2 separate regions of the Rattus norvegicus genome follow, and region 2 is linked to region 1. A link is a contact called in public Hi-C data. All regions are on one chromosome and are shown on one strand. Each heading gives the region's core, a stretch centred on a gene start, on an enhancer-like site or on the middle of the called end of the contact. The rest is flanking DNA. Distances are from core to core; before and after follow the strand shown. Region 1 overlaps Polr1a (RNA polymerase I subunit A). Region 2 overlaps St3gal5 (ST3 beta-galactoside alpha-2,3-sialyltransferase 5).

Evidence for each region. A called contact is a pair of places that touch in the nucleus more often than the background predicts.
Region 2: a contact with region 1 is called in a Hi-C map of Schwann cells, with 4 times the contacts expected there. The contact joins two enhancer-like sites. A contact is called at or near these places in 12 of 12 Hi-C or Micro-C datasets (the A7r5 cell line, the Rat2 cell line, Schwann cells and 7 more) and 1 of 1 datasets of contacts at active chromatin or transcription factors (oligodendrocytes).

What each region holds. Positions count from the first base shown.
Region 1 is chr4:105,522,017-105,529,337 of GRCr8, forward strand. It overlaps Polr1a (RNA polymerase I subunit A), which reads left to right. Exons shown (of 34, transcript NM_031772.2): 7 at 1,325-1,432; 8 at 2,818-2,923; 9 at 3,183-3,345; 10 at 5,804-5,974; 11 at 6,164-6,286. Among named protein-coding and RNA genes, the nearest start is that of Polr1a, 17 kb to the left of the region's middle. Within about 2 kb of position 4,710, at least 6 of the 93 cell types and tissues checked have an H3K27ac peak or open chromatin away from gene starts, as enhancers often do. A contact at or near this core is called in Schwann cells, where this site is marked.
Region 2 is chr4:105,748,060-105,755,380 of GRCr8, forward strand. St3gal5 (ST3 beta-galactoside alpha-2,3-sialyltransferase 5) reads left to right here. Exons shown (of 8, transcript NM_001398713.1): 8 at 1,513-2,715. The coding sequence ends at 1,752. Among named protein-coding and RNA genes, the nearest start is that of St3gal5, 59 kb to the left of the region's middle. Within about 2 kb of position 4,287, at least 1 of the 93 cell types and tissues checked has an H3K27ac peak or open chromatin away from gene starts, as enhancers often do. A contact at or near this core is called in Schwann cells, where this site is marked.

The sequences.
Region 1 (7,321 bases), core at 3,460-5,959:
TTTCGATATCTCTGAGCAGGCATCCACCAGCACTAGCATGTGGGTATTAACTTACAAACCTCATTCGAAGCTTGTGGGTTATTTTGGTCATGGCCTTTCTGTATTCTAGGACCCAGAGTGGGATCGGCACCCTGTTAGAAAGATTGCAAGTGAAAGACTGATAGTGAACAGCTAATAGCACAAGAGTGGGTTTTCCTTCACATTCCTACAAATGGCCATAGAAACATTTTCTCTTAGCACCACTGACAGTTGCTACCATGGCCCTCTAGGTTGTCCTAGAAAATGCTAAGACCCTGAAAACAGAGATGTTCAGAATTTTTGATAATAGCTCCAGTTTGGGGCAGATGTCCAATGATGAAGTAGCACTAGTAAGAATGCTCAGTGGATTAAAGTGCTTAGGACCCAAATCTATGTTCTAGTCCCAGGACTCAAAGAGAACCAACTCCCAAAAGTAGTGAGTGAGAAGACAGCTTCCGTATGTGTGACTTCTGTATGTGCACACATATGGCACATGCGTTCTCACACTCACACAATTTAAAAAAGTCTCCCTACGTTTATTTTTACTTTTGCTTCCCTGACCCTCTCTGGTGAGTCCTGTGTCCATAAAGATGATGTTACTTGTTTTCTTCCAGTACTGGGGATTAAACCCAAGGCCTTGGTCATGCCAGGTGGATATTCTACCAGTAATCAGTATCCCAGCCCAAGCCCAAAGCCAGATTTCTGCCTTGCACTTATTTCAGTTGTCCCAATAGTGTCAGATTCCTGCCAAGTGTCTAGAAGGAAGTAGCCCCAAAGGGCTCTCTATAGTCAGGAAGTCAAGGCTAGCCTGGGCTACTTAAGATTGTCTCAGTAACAAGCAGAAAGGCGGTCAGAGGAAAGCTGTATAGCAGCTGTTCGTTCGTGTGCTCCCCTAGAACACCAAATGAGCAGGATTTTGATGATAACAAATCCATGGAAGATTTTGGGGGTTTTTGAGGTAATATCTCACTGTTAGCCCACGTTTTCCTAAAACTCATGATCCTTCTGCCTCATCCGCCTGAGTCCTTGGGGTAATAGACCTGTGCTACCATGCCTGGCAAAAATCTGTGTCGTGCAAAGTATTTACATGAGCCAAAGCACTGGGAAAGAATATTTAAAAGTGAAAATAGTTATGTTAATGTGAGCTGGTGGGATGCCCTCTCGTGCTCTTCTCTGGTTTTATATAATAGTGTGTTGCATTCAGTACTCCAGAAATCAGTGTGGGTAGAAATCTGGGTTGAAGAGATGCTGCTCTGTACATTGATGTTTCAAGAATGGGGACAAAAAAGGGTTTATCTCATTACAGAAGGAGCACCAGCAGCTCCAGGAATTGATGAGGCTCAGATGGGGAAACGAGGATACTTGACCCCAAGCAGCGCCCAAGAACATCTTTTCGCCATTTGGAAGAATGAAGGTGCTAGAGAAATAGCCTGTCTGACTGTGGATTTGATTTCCTGGTTCATTTCTTTAGACCATCCTCTTACTACCTTAACAGAAGTTCTAATTAATGTAGCTCTTACCTGCAATCTATGTATTGGTCTGGGGCAAGCTTCAGGCACATTGACTTAGAGCCATAAAGGAGCAGGGTAGGTCACACCCACCACGAAGAACTTGATGCAGCTGAGCCCAGCCACTGCTGCACTGGAGCATTTCTGGAAGGCTTATTGACACGCATCTATTTCAAATGTCCACTGAAAAGATGCTTTAGCTGGGTAGCTGGCACACACCTGTAGTCTCAGCCCTTGGGAGGCAGAGGCAGGTGGAGCTCTGTGAGTTCAAGGCATGCTCTTTATAGTGAGTTCCAGGACAGCCAACGCTACTTAGTGAGACCATCTTGAACCCAAAAAAAGACCTTGTAAACGTTCTGTGGGGATTCCTTTTGTGAATCAAAGAATGAACTTTTTATATGGGCACACTGTATCTGTCTTTAGACACACCAGAAGAGGGCATCAGATCCCATTACAGATGGTTGTGAGCCACCATGTGGTTGCTGGGATTTGAACTCAGGACCTCTGGAAGAGCAGTCAGTTCTCTTAACCTCTGAGCCATCACTCCAGCCCCAAGAATGAGCTTTCATATATTTCAGTTCCCTGTAAAAAGGGAACTCTTTATCCCCTTTTTGAATATATGACGTGGTCTATGCAGAGTATTCAGTCCTCAGCCATCTAAGACGGTGTTCTGGGCATCGACTCTGATCTCTGCACAGGAAGTGCTCATAGACAACCATGGTATCATCACCAGGGGTACAAGAGTGAAAAAGTACCAAGTTAGTGAAGCGCTTTCTGTGGCAGGCTTTATTCACGCTTGGTCCATTTTCTCCAGGCAGTTTTAGGTCACGTACATCTTTGATCCAGAAGAGCCCTCTTGGCATACCCATTAGAAAGGATGTTTCATTTCATTATCTTTTGTTTTTAAAAGACAAAATTTTATTTGACTTGTTTTTTTTTTATTTTGATTAATTTTGTCCAGAGTCCAAAATAGCAAGCATTTAATTTTGCATGTAAGATTCCGAGCCGTGGGGGTGGGGATGTGGGTGGGGGGGGAGGCTAAAATTTCCTGTTCCTTCATAGCTCATTTCCTTACTTAAGCACTGTTGTCCATCAGAGTCTATATGTTATCTTACTTGCATACAAGCCATCACATACTCAGGATAATTTTGGTTCATTTTTATAAAAAGTTTTTTCTTATTCGGCATAGGATCCCATATCCTGTTTGTTTTGTTTTGTTTTTTTCTTAGTAACATCTTGTGTTTCTATACATAGGCTTTAATGTCTTGTTGGTTACTTTATTTCAACACAGGATTCTTCCTGAATTATCTTTTTTCGGGATTGGATGATATTGGCCCAGAGTCCAGTTTCAACCCCAGTATGTTCTTTCTAGATTTCATCGTGGTACCGCCATCCAGGTAACTCCTTTTAACTTACTTTGCATGAAAAGGGTGGGCTGAAGAATTGAGCAGGGACACACTGGAGAGCCTGGAAGGGTTGGGCCACTGAGAAACCAAACAGCTACCAAACCAAGCTTGCAGGTAGTGGCCCGAGCACTCCTGTTACTTGGTTGTCCTAGACATGGATGGTTGTTGTGAACAGACTGAGCTGTGTTATTTTCAGTAAATAGGTTAAGAGGCTAAAGAACATTCATGAAGCCTGTATGTCACCCTGTAGGTATCGTCCCATCAATCGCCTGGGTGACCAGATGTTCACTAATGGCCAGACAGTGAATTTGCAAGCGGTCATGAAGGATGCAGTTTTGATCCGGAAACTTCTGGCAGTGATGGCCCAAGAACAGAAACTGCCCTGTGAGATGACAGAAATCACCATAGACAAGGTCAGAGCTGCCTTGGTGCTGACATAATTTCTCGGTCAAGGACAGGTGTGGTAAGAGCAAGAACACTTGGTTCTAACCCTGTGCGGACACAGATGTTGTGACTGCTGTAAGATGCTGCCTACAGTGGGCAGCACCCGTGGTCGGCAGTGTGACTTGTTGGGACAAGCACAGGCCTGATTATAGATAAATCTAGATAGTGGTTTGGGTTCAGTATCCAATGATCATGCCAGTGGTTTTTAGTCTCTTTGACTTCTTGGCCTCATCTCCACTATACAGTACATGTAGTTTATGGTGAGGTTTCACACCGAGGCTGTTCTGTACCACCAACTGCTAATGAAGGGCCAAAGAGTCATCTTCCCTCAGACTCTAAGAATGTGTTTGTAGGCTCAGTAAGGTCTTTAGCAGTACAGCCAGGAAGACGATGTAGAATGGGATTTTCTAGAATAAAACCATCCCCACTGATAATTCCTTAGCCCTTTGTGTGTCTTATATCAACTCTGTAGTGAACATTGAGCCAAGTTGGGTACTCAGAACACTTGTCAAAGTCACTGCATCCCTGGACTGTGGTCAGGATGTAAATAGAGATGGCTTTCTCTAGCCTTGGACTGGCCTTTCAGACTCCATGCCAGTTGCTCAGACGGTCCTGCTATAAGCCAGGGCTGTCAAACGTGACACCACCATCTCCTGGCACTTAGCTTTGGCTGACTTCTCGGTCCTTTGCCTGGTTCTGCTGAACTTTACTGATGAGTCAGTGTGGACATGCTTTTAACAGCGCCTCAGCATGAGACAGTTGCCATCTGCAGGCCATGGTCTAGTATGGAAGGCTGAAATCATAGCATAATCGAGCCCAGTGACTAGGAATGAGGATTTTATCTTGGTGACCCTTAGGGGCAGAGACAAGCTTTTGTCAATAGTAACTCCGTCTCTAGGAAAAACAAAACAAAACAGTACTGTCTTGATCCCTCTGCAGTCTCCCTTTAAGTAATCAGAAATATTCTTGTTTTTCCTATTCGTGGTCATCATTATATTCCCATGGCAGTGGTCTCCCGGGAGCTGTCCCTAGGGACTAGGGACATACAAGAAGCCAGGGGACTGGGTCTTGTTCACTTCAGTAGCAGTCATGTGGCTGTAAGCAGTGAGTTTGACTAGACAGGCCTCTGCCATCATGCAGGTGGTAAGAAGATCTAATGTTGTCTGCAGGGCTACATGTACCTTCCTAGATGATTCCCTTATTCCTTATGGGGACTAACCCAAATTATCACTGTGACACTCTCATTGTCACCTGTCCTCAGCTTGCACACAGTGTTTTCTCTTTGAACTACTCGGTGAAATTCTATCTCCTAGGCCGTATGTAGCCAGATGGGGCCAGTAGGTGGTGCTGGAAGGACCTCTGTATTTCTCTTCCCTGGATAGATAAGAGGAAGAGGCAGGATTAGAATAGAAATAATTTTACATGATTAGGTAAATGTTTAAGCTTGAGGATCAGCCAGTAATTTAACCCACTTGGGACTCACATTATAACTGAAGACATACAATATTATATGGCAAACTATTTTTTTTTAATAAATTATTCTACCTGCCTTAAAATAATAGTAACACTATTACTGTTATTATTGGTTTATTATTATTTGGAGACAGGGTCTCATGTAGCCCATGCTGGCCTTTAAGTTACCATATAACCAGGGCTGCCCTTAAACTTCTGACCCCCTGCTGCCACCTTCCAAGTGCTGGGATTGCTGTGTGCACCGTCATAGCCAGTTTCTGTGCTGCTGGAGGTGGAGCCAGGGCTTCCTGCAAGCTAGGTAAATACTCCACCGCACGTTTATGACTTCACTGACTGACGTTTTCCTAAACCGTAATGTCTGATAGACCCCTCTGAAGTGGATGCCCACAGGAAGGGCTGCTAAGACTCTCTTGGTTTTGGTAGACTAGACATTAAGAAGCTTAAGATAGGAACCTACTTACGTTATGTTTTAAATCTTAGTTTAGTTTTAATTTTGGAGACAGGATCTTGCTCTCCTGCCTTTACTTCTCAAGTGGCTGGTAATTCCAGGTGTACACTGCAGTGCTGCTGTGCTGATGAATTTCGGGTTCATTTTACTACTAAAGAGACAAGCAGATCCATACATAGTGGGCTGATGTGTACCTGCTGAGACACACTAACAAGTTCAGTTTATCATCCGTCAGCTTCCAGGGCTTTTTTTTTCTTATAAAGATTTAATTATTTATATGAGTACAGTGTACTGTCTCCAGACACACCAGAAGAGGGCATCGGATCCCATTACAGATGAGCAACCATGTGGCTGCTGGGAATTAAACTCAGGACCTCTGAAAGAGCAGCCATTGCTCTTAACCAAACCACCGAGCCATCTCGCCAGCACCTTCCCCCCCCTCCCTTTTTTTGAGTAAACAAGTTTTTCTTCAGTCATTCTTATTTTCTTGGATTTTATCCTCTCAGGAAAATGACTCCTCGGGTGCTATCGACCGGTCCTTTCTGAGTTTGCTTCCAGGACAGTCTCTCACAGATAAACTTTACAATATTTGGATTCGCCTCCAGAGCCACGTCAATATTGTGTTTGACAGTGACATGGACAAACTGATGCTGGAAAAGTACCCTGGCATAAGACAGGTGAGCGTGAGTTGGATTCCCATCCCGTTAGCGAGGGTCAGTAATGAACAGCTGACAACCGGTCTGTATCCCCAGCTCCCATCTGCATGTTTAGAAATAAACACACATTATACACACTGGTTCAGCAGCAAGAAAACAATAATCATAATTGAGTTATTTATTATTCTGGCACTTTTTTGCTGTCTGCAGATCCTCGAGAAGAAGGAAGGCCTGTTCCGGAAGCACATGATGGGAAAGCGAGTGGACTACGCAGCCCGCTCGGTCATCTGCCCAGATATGTACATCAACACCAATGAGATCGGGATTCCCATGGTGTGTGTTTGGGGAGAGGCCTCATCTCTTACTGGTGCTGGGAGATAGGTGTGCCTTAGAGGCCTGGGGACAGAGTGGATGGTAGATCAAGATGGCTCCAGTGGGGATAGTTTGTACTGCCTCACATGTGGAAGGAAGAAGAGCCCATAGGGAAGGAACTCGAGGTACATAATGGTATTGCCATCCTAGAAGACTTTTGCTGCAAAGCACCAGGGAATTCCCAGCAAGTCATTCCACACCGCGTTTCTTGCCAGTCTTAACTAGTCTTTAAACCTTTCTTGTCCAAGTGAGTCCATGAGGGGAGAAGAGGAGGGCAAGGGGATTTCAGTCCCACTTGGGTGTCTGGCAGGGAAAGGGGGAGCCCTCAGAAGGGCAGCAAGGGTACCGTGTGTCTCCGGTTCCCGGAGTGAGCGGCTCACCTGGTTGGTCACCCATTAGTGCTCTTTGGCGAGCCAGCTTCCTTTTCTCACTTCCCCACCAGTTAAAGTCTTGGTGCTCATTAGCAGCTCTCTCTAGCCGACTTCCTCCTTAATGGCCTCGAGGTAAATAATGCGAAGATGGTTTAATTCCCTCTGTGCAGAGTTTCATTTCCTTACACACTGCCCTGCTTCTCTTGGGAGAGCTGGTAATAAGCAGAGCTAAAGTGTTCAGAGTCTTGGGCACAGTTGGCTCCCTGGGAAGAGTCTGCTGTGTCAAGAACAGGCAGAGAAGGCTGTACCCTGTTCACTGCCTCCCAGGAACCAGAGGTCTTTGTATTTAGAAGCTGAACTATATACCAAAGGAAGCCAGTCATAATTTCTTAGGTTTGAATCTCTGGGAGGAAAGGCCCAGTAGGCAGAATGTAGAAGCCATCCTGACTCTGACCTCAGTGCCTGGAGTGCACCCAGCTTGGAGGAGACCTTTAGGAAGGTCTTGCCATGTACCTCCATAGCATTCTGATCTTAAGATCTGGGTTTATTTGCTTGTATCCTGACGAGAGACTCTAATGCTGTCCACCCTACTAACCCCCACCTTACCCCAAATTCTCAGAGCCAT
Region 2 (7,321 bases), core at 3,037-5,536, 230 kb after region 1:
CTTCACTAAAATGAGAGAAATATCAGCATGTTAAAAACTATCCAAAACCGAATTCAGGTTGAACATCCTAAATCTGAAAATCAAAAACTTTTTGACAGCTAACAAGATATCCTAAGCGGAAAATTCCATACCTGGCCTCATGTGATAGTTCATAATCAAAATGTAGATATATTAAAAATACCTTATAGGGGTTGGGGATTTAGCTCAGTGATAGAGCATTTGCCTAGCAAGCACAAGGCCCTGGGTTTGGTCACTAACTCCAAAAAAAAGAAAAGGAAAAAAAAAAACCTTATAAAAATGTATATGTATAAGGCATATGTGAAACACAAGAGAATATCAGTATGTGTGGGTCCTATTCCCAAGATGTCCTCTATGTATGCACAAGTATTCCAGAAATGCAGGAAACATTTCTGGGACCATGCATTTTAGATACAGAATGTAGTCTGCAAGTGGACCAGTGTCAGCCCTCAGGGAGAGCTGTTAGCTGCAGGCTCTCTGGACTTGTCTTATGGTACTGTTTTTACCCAAACCTTGACTGAAGATCCAGAAAGCTTTGTGGCAGGGTTGGACATCCCAGGAGGCACGGCACGATGCCTTGCAGACGAGTGCATGCCAGAAGAGAGCAGCTAAAACGGGATGCGCCGAGGACCCGCCAGGCTAGAGTTAGCTGAATCTATTTTGAAAGGAGTAAATGTAGCCAGACAGCATGGCATCCACCTGTAATCCAGCACTCCTGAGGTTGAAGCAGGAGGTCATGGGGTAGAAGCCAGCTTGGGGAACATGGCAAGACCTTTTTCTTTAAAAACAGAAACAAAAACAAAACAAAATACAGGGATGAATGTGACATGTAACATACAAGTTCAAACTTACAGCCACATGGTGAAAGGAGAGGAAAAGCTCTTGAAAGTTGTCCTCTGACCTCCAGCCAAGCACAGTGACATGGACATTCAAGTGCATACCTATGCACATACACACACACACACGCACACGCACATACACACACACGCACACACGCACTCACGCACCTTAAAAATATATAAAGAGGGCTGGAGAGATGGCTCAGTGGTTAGAGCACTGACTGCTCTTCCAGAGGTCCTGAGTTCAAATCCCAGCAACCACATGGTGGCTCACAACCATCTGTAATGGGATCTGATGCCCTCTTCTGGTGTGTCTGAAGACAATTACAGTGTACTCACATAAATACAAATAAATCTTTAAAAAATATATATATATATATAAAGAGACACCGGGCAATGGTGCACACCTTTAATCCCAGCACTCAGGATGCAGAAGCAGATGGACCTCTGTGAGTTTGAGGCCACAGAGTGTGTCCTAGGACAGCCAGGACTACACAGGGACACTTTGTCTTGAAATAACAAAAAATCATTTTTAAAAATTATATATATGTATATATATATACACACATATATTTCAATCTCAAAAGTTAAATGAGTTTTAAAAGCAATTGAAATATTATTTTTTAATGAATAAATTAGTCTCTGTTCTTTCCAGAATATCCCCACGATCGGCATCATTGCCATTGTCTTGGCCACGCATCTGTGTGATGAAGTTAGCCTGGCAGGCTTTGGATATGACCTCAGTCAACCAAGGACCCCTCTGCACTACTTTGACAGTCAGTGCATGGGCGCCATGAACTGGCAAGTCATGCACAACGTGACCACAGAGACCCAGTTCCTCCAGAAGCTCATCAAGGAGGGCGTGGTGCAGGACCTCAGCGGGGGCATCCACTGAGAACTTTGAACACCGCAGACCTCACTTAGCAATGCAGCTGAGAGCTGTGGTGAGCAGCCTCCCCAGGGAGTTTACCCTGCAGCTGCTTTGGCCTACAGCTAGTGTTTTTAAACTCAGTTTTAAAAGAAAAGGAAAGAACAACAGCAACAACAAAAGTTCAGCCCTTTACACCTCTTTGTCCTATTTATTTGAAGTCAGTGTTGGGTTTTGCACAATTTTGTAAGTTAATTTTAAGAATGGGGATGGAAAGACTTTTCAAAGAGAATCGTATGGTTTATTGTATTTTAAAGAAGTAATTTAATTTGCAAAAACTGTACACATGTACTCTCCCCAGGTGTTGAGGTGGGAGGAGAGGGGCTTCTGCACCTTCGATGATGGCCTCGATACCTGACTGCGGGTTCTGCAGCTCTGTTTGGTAGCACTGCTGGCAGGGAAACTTCCTGCCTCCTGGATGAAGGAAGGGTTTACTCATCATCACTGGCAGCTGCAGGAAGTCGGGGGCCTGATAAACAAGTTCATAACCCCTTTCTGCTAGTCCGTCTGCCAGAAGACTCAGAGGACCCAAGCAGGGCAGCTGTTCCACAGGCGAGCCACTGTCAGCTGAGTACCGTGATGCTGCCCCAGGATGGGAGAAGCCATGTCGTCCTACACTGTCAGGGCACTTTTCAGCTTCTGGAGAAGTGTCTGTTCTCTCTGCCCTCCCAAAGCACTTGGTGTTATTTAAGGCGTGAGGCTGTCTGTCTGAGATGGTTCATCAGAATTGTGACAGCCATGGGGAGCAAGACCTCTGCAGATGACCACATTGCTAAAGCACTGGAGTGAACCCCCCCTGTTGTAACTTAAGACCCATCCTGAAGTGCCCTGAAGTGCCCACCAACCAATGTGAAAGGAGAATGAGGAAGGGGAGGGAAAAGAACAGAAAGAAAGAAAGAAAAATAATAAAAGCTTTTGAGGAGCCCCTGTGACTTAGTGACCGTGAGGGTTTGTTCCTTCGTTCGTTCATTCTCTGCTGAGTGGAAACCTCACCCTGGATGCTGCATAGTGAGGGGGTTAGGGTGCCTCGCTCCTAGCTGTGTGACCCAAGTAGAGGGGCTCCCCTGGAGAGGTGATGGCTGCCTTATCTTTAACCACTGTGACAACATTCCAACCTGGGGCCCAGGGTCCAGAGGGTGAGTCGACGACCTCACAAGGAGCACGGCAGCCAAGACTCATGCCTCACAAGCATGAGAGAGCTAACTGGGAAGGGGGGCTTTTGAAACCTCAAAGCTCACTCCAAGGGACACCCCTCCACCAGGTCCATAGCTCCCAATCCTTCTCAAACCGGTCCAACAGTGGGGGATCAAGCATTCAAATAGGAGCCCACAGGGACCATTCCCCTTCAACCACTACACTAGTTATAAGTTGCCTCATGCAACTTGTCTCTTGTTACTGGCCTAGTCTCTGGTGTCAGAAGGTGTATGAAGCTGTCCCTCATCCATCTGCTGTGCCTTTGTTCTGTAGTCCCTCCCTGCCCATACCCTCCCTCAGGTCACACCACTGCCCTGCAGCCCCAGGGAAACCTGTCCCCGGTACATACTGACACTTGTCCCATCAGCTTTCAGGCCTGCCACCATCCTCCTCAATGTCCTGTTTCCATCTGTATTGTGTCTGCTCCCCTCCCATCTTCACTTCCTCATAGACAGTAAGCAAATGCCAAGGATAAATCAAAAGGCTCCCTGGAGACCACAAGCCAGTAGGAGACAGTGTGAAAGCATCTTCTAGAACCTTTAATCAGCACTGGGCATGAATGTGCGTGCGTGTGTACGTGTGTGTCTCTGTGTGTGTGTGTGTGTGTGTGTGTGTGTGTGTGTGTGTGTGTGTCTGTGTCTGTGTGTCTGTGTGTGTCTGTGTGTGTCTGTGTGTGTGTGAGCACGTGTGTGCATTCATGCAGGTGTATGTGGAGATCATCAGAAGCTAGCCTCGGGGGATGTTTCCTCCCTTGCTATCCACCTTTTAATTTTTGAGATTTGCCAAGGAGGCCAGACTGGCAGGCCAATGAGCTCCCCAGATCTGTCCACCTGATTTAATTACATTTCAAACTCCGTGACAAAGGCAACTTATAGAGGGAAGAGTTCATTTGGGCTAAGAGTCTGTCCTGTTGGAGCAGCAGGAGGCAGGCATAGCAGCTGGAGTGGCAGCTGAGGGCTCCTATCAGAACTGCAAGCAGGAAACAGAACCAGGCCCACCCACAGTGATGTACTTCCTCCAGCAAGGCAACACCTCCCAAGCCTACCCAAACAGCACCACCTACCCGACCTGGTTTTCAAATGCCCAGGACCATGGCAGACATCCCATTCAAACCACTGCACTGTGTCTAGCTCAGGTTCCCATGCTTCTGTGATAAGAACTTCACGGATGAGCCATCTCCTCAGCCCCCAACACCTCAGCATCCCTGACCCCACCCCCATTTCCATTTGTGTGGAAACAGACCTTCTCTAGGGTATTGTAAGGCTGACTTCCAGGAACACCAGTCGCCATCACCTGAAGACAGCATTCAAAGCACACTGGTAATTGCTGCTGTTAGAGCAACTTGGGTGAGCTAGATGTGGTCCGTCTGTTCATGTGCTTCTAGGGGAACATTGAATGAATTTTACTCGTTTTTTTTTTTTCTTCAGAACCTATACTCCGTCCTTACATTAAGTATAATTAGTTCTGGCCTTAGAACGTGCTTTAGGGATGGAGATGAGTATGGGGTGACTTGTGTGTTTGGACAAAGCTCAGCCAGAACCTTATAAAACCATGCCAAGTATGCTGAGCCTCTTGCAAACAGTGTTTCTCTTGTTTTGTACATCAGAAAGCAAAGTCTGCTTCCATAGATCATGGGAGACAGAGTGTCCTCATTATTGGTTGGACTCAGATTAGACTACTCTGACTGAATGATGACTTCTTGGTCACCAGTGGTTTGGCAATTATGACCCTAGTTACTGCAACAGAAGGCAATTGTTAAAGTCAAGGATCCCTTTGTTTTAGTAACGTTCCAGTCCTTTGGCCCCTTATTAGATATCAAATGGATTATAGAATTTGCCCTTTTCCTATCTCAAGAGAACATTTTAGACTAGCGTTGTAGCATAGTTAAGGGATGTGTCTTACATCCTCTCCCTTGAGAAGTTCCCATCATCCAAATGTGTGATGTGTTTGTGTGCATGCACACATGCTCATGCTTGTATGAATGAGTGTGCATGAGCACAGATACATTCAGGGAGTATAAACACAAGCACTCCTTCCTCTGGAGAGTGAGACATCATGGTCCAACTTTCTGACTGCTTATTAACTCTCGTTCCACCATCCAAGGTAATAAAATACAGAGTATGAATTTGTGTTCACGAAGCAGGGACTCATACGGCTGGTGATAACCCTGACCTGCATCCAACACTGAATGGAAGACTCGGTGAAACCAGAAAGGAAGGCTACCCATTAAACATGCATGACTGCTCATTAAAACACGCCTACACCGATGTTTTTGACCATATTCTCTGCAGGGAAAGTGCAGGCTTAACAGTTTACTTTCATTGTCTGCATAAGACTTTCACTAATTCCCAATATTAAGAAATCGCTGAGCCACTCATGGTAGTGCATACCTTTAATCCCAGCACTCAGAAGGCAAAGGCAGGCAGATCTCTGTGATGTTTTTAGGTCAACATGGTCTGCTAAAAAGTTCCAGGACAGCCAGACCTATTACATAGAGAAACTCTGTCTGGAAAAACCAAAACTAAACAAAAAAAGAAAAAAGAAAGAAATTGCAATCTGCTGAGCAAAGCAAAAAAACATGTGCACCAATGTTATATCTAGACTGAGCAACGTACTTTTAGTTACTTTTCTTAAAACCATATTCGGCGCTGGAGATGTCAATCTGTTGGTGGAGTATTTACCCAGCATACATAAAGCCCTGAGTTCAGTCCCCAACAGAAGCTGGGCACAGTGACACAGGCCCCTGATCTCACACTTGAGGTAAAGGCTAGAGCAGTGGTTCTCAACCTTCCTAATGCTGCAACCCTTAATACATTTTTTTTTTATGTTGTAGTGATTCCCCGACCATAAAATTATTTTATTGCTACTATAATTTTCTACCGTTGTGAGTCATAAGTGTCTCATATGCAGGGTATCTGATATCCAAACCCTGTGAAAGGACTGTACAGGTCCCAAAGATCTTCATGTTGAGAACCAATGGGCTAGGGGTTCAGAAATTTAAGGTTATCTTTAACTACATAGCAAGTTAAGACCAGCTGAGGATATAAGAAACCCTGTCTATAAATAAATGAATTATTCAAGTGGATTGTGTTTGGTATCACATGAAGGAAGACACGTTTAGGGATTTTCCTTGAGATGCCAAGTGTGCTGTTTAAATGAGGAATGTCCTAGTGTATTTGAGCACTTGGTCCCCAGGTGGGGTTCCTGTGTGGAGAGAGGCTATGGAACCTTTAGAAGGTACACCCTTGCTTAGGGAAGTGCACCACTAGAGGTGGCCTTTATGGCTTAGTCTTGTTCCCCCCACCACGTGATATGCGAAGAGTATGGTCAGCTCCTGCCAGCATGCTGTGCCTTACCATTATGGCCTCCAGCTCTCTGGAACCCTAAGTCAAATGAACTCTTTTCCTTACGGTCATTGTCACCTTCACTGTTCCCTTGCTGTGAATTGACACCGCAACTCTTTTAAAGGAAAGCATCCCATTGGGGCTGGCTTACAATTCAGAGGTTTCGTCTACTGTCATCATCGTGGGGAACATGGTGGCAGCCCTGGCAGGCATGGTGCTGGAGAAGTTGAAAGCTACCGCCTGATCCGCTGTCAGTTAAAGAACTGGGCCTGGTGTGGGATTTTGAAACCTCAAAGCCTACCCCCAGAGTTGTTTTCACCAACAAGTCACACCTCCTAATCCATCCCAACTGTGTGAGCTTCTGGGGGCCATTCTCTTTCAAACCACCATTGTGGGTTTCATCACAGCAGGGGTAAAGTCACTAATGCAAAGTCGTCTCAGGTGCCGAGCTGCATTCAAGTTTTTGCAGGTACAGTGAATGGCTCTTACCTCTGTGTAGCTGTGAATGCAGAGAATAGGAATCCTAGGAAACAGGAAAAAGCCACCTTCTTGGTAGACACCTTACAGCAGCAATCTGAACAGCTGTGCCCCAGTCCCGCCCCACCTTACAACAGCTGTGCCCCAGTCCCCTACCCATCTTCAGGATTCATTCAAGACTCCTTGGAACTGAACTTTAGCCTTTACAGTATTTGTTTCTAGACCCAATGCCTATAACGAAGCTGAAGTGGAAGCGTAAGGGTTCTGTGGAAAGTCGGTTGGATGATGTTAACATGGACACAGCTGAAAGGCTAAGGCAGACGTTCCTCAGGAAGGAACGTTTCGCTGAAGCAGACACAAGAGAGAGGGTGTTCTGCTAAAGTACGTGAAAGGACACGTGATGAAGGATTCTTTGCTAGTGACGTGCATGTGTTGGTCCGCCTTGAGCTGCATTTGTGGGGACTCCATAGAAAGAAACACACCCCAAAAAAACCTTTCAGTGATGTGGCAGTTTGTTGCCG